Linked DNA regions of Mus musculus: region 2 is linked to region 1. Evidence: chromatin contacts called from public capture Hi-C data. All regions are on one chromosome and are shown on one strand. Each heading gives the region's core, a stretch centred on a gene start, on an enhancer-like site or on the middle of the called end of the contact. The rest is flanking DNA. Distances are from core to core; before and after follow the strand shown.

Evidence for each region. Capture Hi-C pulls out chosen DNA fragments and counts their contacts.
Region 2: a capture Hi-C map of embryonic stem cells shows a contact between it and region 1, with 2.6 times the contacts expected there. The contact joins two enhancer-like sites.

The regions. Positions count from the first base shown.
Region 1 is chr12:109,528,082-109,531,039 of GRCm38.p6, reverse strand. The region is part of intron 2 of Gm34081 (a long non-coding RNA gene); the gene reads left to right. Among named protein-coding and RNA genes, the nearest start is that of Gm34081, 11 kb to the left of the region's middle. Within about 2 kb of position 1,364, at least 29 of the 459 cell types and tissues checked have an H3K27ac peak or open chromatin away from gene starts, as enhancers often do. A contact at or near this core is called in embryonic stem cells, where this site is marked.
Region 2 is chr12:110,348,843-110,351,724 of GRCm38.p6, reverse strand. No RefSeq gene overlaps it. Among named protein-coding and RNA genes, the nearest start is that of Gm40577, 68 kb to the left of the region's middle. Within about 2 kb of position 1,399, at least 6 of the 459 cell types and tissues checked have an H3K27ac peak or open chromatin away from gene starts, as enhancers often do. A contact at or near this core is called in embryonic stem cells, where this site is marked.

The DNA of each region.
Region 1 (2,958 bases), core at 115-2,614:
CGGTTTTCAGGATGGTATGTAGCCTAGCGTAGTACCTCTAAGCAGTACTAAGAACCCAAGTACCTGCCCCCCCTCTCTGTTTGCACAGCCAAGACCTCAGGTCTGCCTAAACAGGAAAGGAAGCTGAGGCTTCCTTGTTCTGACTGCCCCATCCCCCCACCAAAGGCTGACCCATCCCCCACCACTGGCCGCCAGCAGGGATTTCCTGGGCTTAGGATCAGCCCATTCACTAGGAACCAAGAACCTTGGGGGAGGGTTAACCGGTCATCAATTTGCCATTTCTCATGAAAGGGAGGTTTTTGTGGGGGGAGGGGTGTGGAGGCCTCTGGCCTCTGGAGGGGGGGGGGGGGCGAGGTGAAGACCCCTGGCGAGCAACAGTGAAGCTTTCTCTAAATAAAGATGACCACAAAGTGGTGGATGGTAGTAGATAACCTGTTGTCTGAGAACAAAGAGCGGTGTAATCACAAACCAGAACGAATTGTGGTGAATCACGGGCAACGGTCACAAAAAGCTGCACTGGGACAGATTAGGACTGGAAAGCTAAGGGGACATACTCTCCACTGTGGCTAGTTACAACACCACGGAATTAGGTTGCGGCAAACCGCCGACAACTGGCAGACCTCAGGTAATTGACAACCTCGAGCCGACCACGGGTAATTGGCAACCATAGGCAGCTGACAGGCTGCAGTAAATGGCATGTGAGTGACTGGCAAACCCCAACTTAGCAAAAGAAGTTACTTCACACCGACTCATGGTCCTGAGCGTTGGAGCCTTGAGCCCAGAACAGTACCATGGCTTACAAGCTACTGGGGGGTGGGGGTGGGGAATTACTAGTCTTGGGAGTGAAACTATAGTCATCAAACTTCCCTGTAACCCCAAAACCTACTACGTTAGTTTCCAGGCCGTAAAGATGACCACAGGAAGTCAACTCTAGGAGCTGTAGGAACTGAACCCTTAGTCAGGTGAGAGATATTTGCAAAACAAGTAGATTCAGGCTTTGGGTTTAGAGCCTTCTGATTTCTACAGCTTAGGGGTTTCTCCAACCCCAGTGTAGCTTTCTGCCCTGGTTTAGGGAAAAGTCAAAATGGTCACCCTAACCCAGCCTGCTGATCAGAGGTTTCCGTAAATCAAGTGGGAATTGTTTTTGTTTTCTGAATTGTGCCTCAGTGCCGTGTTAGGACCTGCGTTTTCTGCCCTCGGGGTTTTATACAATACCAGCTAGTGTCTTCATTCATGGGGCCAGGTCCACCCAACTACCCTTGATGAGTTCAGGTTGCAGCCGGGCTCTCAGGGGAGTCAGGAATCCCGGGGCTCAGGAGTAGGGCCACTTGCATCAGAATGAAAGCCTGAAGCAATCCCACCACAGCTTCTTAGCATATATTCAAGAGGATTCAGTATTCTAGGGTTTGTCACCTGGCTAACAATGAGCAGCAGGCCTGAGATTCTCTGAGACCCAGAGAACTGAAAAACTTGGTGAGCCTTGGTCAGAAAAGTGTTTCTAGACAACGGTGAGCCAGGATGCCAAGGGTTGTGGTCAACAAAAGCATCTCTGTGTACCACGAAAAAACTGGCACACTGCAGCAGACACCATCCCACGAGGAACTGGTAAACCAAGAGGAACTGGTAAACCACGAACATCCACACTTCACTGTGGGCAGCTTGGAAGCCCTAAGGCACAGGCTTGCTCTTTGTCTTCCATAACTAATATCCTGAAACGGAGTGCCAGATTTCAAACCCCAAACTCCATTCCTTGAATCCCAGAACTGAGCAGAGACGAGTTGGCAGGACGGCTCTTTCCCAGAATCCACTGGGCCTGTTTTGGGGGCAGCTTAGTTAACCACAGGGCTCTGGTTATTTGCAAAACAATAAGAAGGGATGAGACTCCTCTAGGATTCCCAGAGTTTCTCGGTCTTCTTTTTCTTAAAGAAACAGGGTGTCTCCCGCAGGCTTCCAGGAGGTGTTTGAAGATTGGAATTTACTAAGGGCAACCTGGGGAGGAGGCATTGATATTATTCTTACTCTTGACCCTGTGAGAGATGCTCAGAAAGGCAGTGGGGGAAGACACTGTTCAAAGAAAAAATTTCTGAGACCTAAGGCCTCTAAGATTAGAGATTGCTATATAGTCCACAGTCTAGCAAGGCTACAGCAGGGAGACAAGAACTCCGAGACCGGTGTTGTAAGTGCATGCAGGATCGCAATGCCTCCAGCCAAGGGCTGCCTGGGAACTGTGGCTGAAGGAAGTCAGCTCACAAACTGCCATTTAGAATTTGAGATGTGAAAGTTCTCTTTATTTCCCAGCTAACCTGAGCTCCATGCTATTGGAGGTCCTGGGGGGGGGGGGGGGGAAACTCTGCAAGTACCAGATTCCATCAGGAATTCCAAAGCTAAACTACAGTCTGTATGGTCACAGCACCGGAGAGGACAGCCTCTTACTCGCGTGATCCCATTCCCAATCTGTGAGAATGTTTTAGCCATCCCCTGTGCTCAAGGCATTCTCCATTGACAAAATAATGCAGCCCTTCCCTCACTCCAGGAGTTAAGGAAAAGAAAGAAACAGCATAGCATAGCGGCTGCAGCGCTACTCCACGGCGAACCGCGGCACAATTCCACGGCGGTTCGCGGCACGCGTACACAGCGGTACGCGAAGCGGCATTAGTACACGGCGAACCTCCTCGCTAGTTCACGGAGGTCCGCGGCACTAGTCCATGGCGAACCTTGGCACCAGTCCATAGCGATCTGCGGCACTGACTGTCCACTATGAACCGTAGCGGTAGTTCATAGCGAACGGCAGCATTGTGTACAGTAAGCCATGGGACTTGCCCATGACAAACCACAGCACTTGTACATGGTCAGCCTGTGTACTAGTCGATCGTGAACTGCAGCCTGGGTCCACAGCACATCTCCGTATAGATTCACAATCCTTCCTAACACTAGCATGATGTACCTTAGCACAAATAT
Region 2 (2,882 bases), core at 150-2,649, 820 kb before region 1:
ACATAAAACCAGCGGCAGTACTAAATATCTATTTGTTTTTCTCCAGACGCTGTCTCCTTTAAATTAGACACAGGAGGCCTGACTGGAGGAACAAGGGAGCCAACTTGCCACTGTGGCCGAGCAGATGCCAGCCGAGGTCTGAACGCAAGCAAGCAAACAAACAAAACCAAAACCCAAAACAACCCCCCAGCAATCTGAGTGTCAGAGACCAAAATGATCTCTAAGCAAACAAGAAAGATGCCTTAGATCAAATGCTTAGAAGGCAAACCTCAAGGAGGCATCTACCAAACCGGAGTCTAACAAGCAGCTCAGAATAAATGCCAAAGGGCCCCATGGAGGACAAGAAAGGACTCACCCAGATCCATCCAAGCAGATAACCTCTGCACAGGGTCTGCAGGAGTTCATGTTCCAGTGTGTCCCGCCCATCTCAGTGACTTATTCTACGAAAAGTGGATTCTGGGGACACCACATGTGGGCACCAGAACTATAATAAACACCTATTCTCACCTCTGGACACAAATTTAGTTTCCCCCAGATTCCATGTTCCTGTGTGAAAGCGGTTTTATAAAGCTTTTACAGTAAGAGAGCATTGCAAGTCATGAGTCAAGGTGCTTGGAGGAAGCATCAGTTGGTCAAGTTAATAGCAAAGCAGGAGTAGCTCTTCCAGGCCTCGGGGGTTATCTGAAGTTTTCTTACCCCTTCCTTTGGTTGGCAATGGGGTTGGGGGAGTCTGTTCTTATATTCCCGTGTATTTACCTAACACTCACAAAGATGTTAGGTCATGTACAGAAGAAGACAAAAAGTGGCTGTTAAAGGAACTAAAGATTTGGCTCTGGACTTGCACCATTCCAACATCTCCATAGTACTGAGGTTATAATCACTGAATTATAACTGATTCTATATAATACATGATCAGTTAATCAGCACACAGTTCCCTGGAAGGTGCAATTCTTTTTTTTTTTTTTTTTGAGACAGGGTTTCTCTGTGTAGCCCTGGTTGTCCTGGCACTCACTTTGTAGACCAAGCTGGCCTCGAACTCAGAAATCTTCCTGCCTCTGCCTCCCAAGTGCTGGGATTAAAGGCGTGCGCCACCACGCCCGGCTGGAAGGTGCAATTCTTTTCAGGAATTTTCCTGCACATGCATGTGTGAATGAATACTTGCTGACAGTGAAGCTCAGAGCCTTACGTTTGCTAGGCAACTGTTCTGCTGCTCCTGCATCCCCACACCTTAAGATGGCTACATGACTGAGGATTCACTGCAATGTCTACCAAAACTTGGTCGATATTATTCACAGATCTAGAAAAACAAATTGTAAAATCCGCACCTGTGATAGTTTGCATAATGCTCAGTCCAGCGGGTGGTACTATTAGGAGGTGTGGCCTAGTTGGAGTAGGTAAGACCTTCCCCCACCCTAGCTGCCTGGAAGTCAGTCTTCCACTAGCAGCCTTCAGATGAAGGTATAGAACTCCCAGCTCTGCCTGCCTGAATGCTGCCATGCTCCCACCTTGATAATACTGGACTGACCCTCTGAACCTGTAAGTCAGTTCCAATTAAATGTTGTCCTTTAACAAGAGTTGCCTTGGTCATGGTGTCTGTCACTTCTGTCTGTAACTAAGACAGAAGTTGGGACCAGGGACTGGGGTATTGCTGTGATACGCCTGACCATGCTTTTGTTTGAAAGATGTGGATTTGGGGACTTTGGATTTGGAAAGCAGTGGAATGCTGTAAATGGGACTTAATGGGCTATCCTAGTAGGAATATGGAAGACTTTGTTACTGAGAGTGATTTGAATTGGGTGGACCTGGCCCAAGAGGTTTCAATGAAGAATTTAAATATGTGGCCTGCAGACTGTTTTTTTGTGGTAACTTGGCTACTTTCTTGCCCTTGTTTGAAGAGTTTGCCTGAGGCTAAGGTGAACCGACTCAGATTAATTGCAATGACAAAGGAAGTCTCTGAAACACCCACCATAGACTTTGTTCTCTGGTTAAGTCTCATGAAAGCATTTTAAACAAGCATAGCAGGCTGAGAAAGGGAAAATATAAAATATATGGTTTGAGTATTAAAGGGGCACCAGGAAGTGAAATGGAGCTGAGTCCTGTGTTCAAGGGGATAACAAATTAAGGGAGTGGAACTTTGTGGCAAGATCCTACCCAGTTAAATTTAGTTCCAGGCCTGGCAGTACACATTTCTAATCCCAGGAGGCAAAGACAAGCAGATCTCTTAGTTCAAGGCCAGCCTAGAGCATGTTCTAAGTGAAGAACAATTTAAACTCAGGCTTGGTGGACCACACCTTTAATCCCAGTGTTTAGGAGACAGGCATGCAGATCTCTTGAGTTCAAAGTCAGTCTACAGAGCAAGTTCCAGGACAGCCAAGCTTAGGCAGTGAAGGAGTTGGAAAACAGAAAGTTGGTGATAATGTAATAGAACAAGGGGGCCATGTTCAGACCCCAGCAAGCAGCAGAACATGGCAGCTTTGGCCATGTGGTTCTGGCTTTAGAATGACTAATAGAATGGACTACTGGGATGATTGATACTGGGTAGTTGGAGCTAAGAAATTAGCAGTGATTAAGGAGAGACCAGCATCACTGAGGTGAAATCTGGCAAGTGTTTTCTGAGAGCACAAAGAAGCTGTATTCTAGAGATAGCCTCCTACAATAGCTGTACTTGGTAATGTGTAAGATTCATGAAGATATCATGAAGAACAGCTGAGGCTTGGCACTGTGAGAGGCCATGGAAGGCCATTGGTGAAGGTGAAGCCTCAGTTGCAGTTGATAGCCCAGGACTGAAGGGGTCATGCAAAGGATTTAAGGCTTGGCACCATGAGGAGAGCCTGTGAGAGCCTATAGGTGAAGCCTCTTTGCAGCAGAAGACCCCAGTGTAT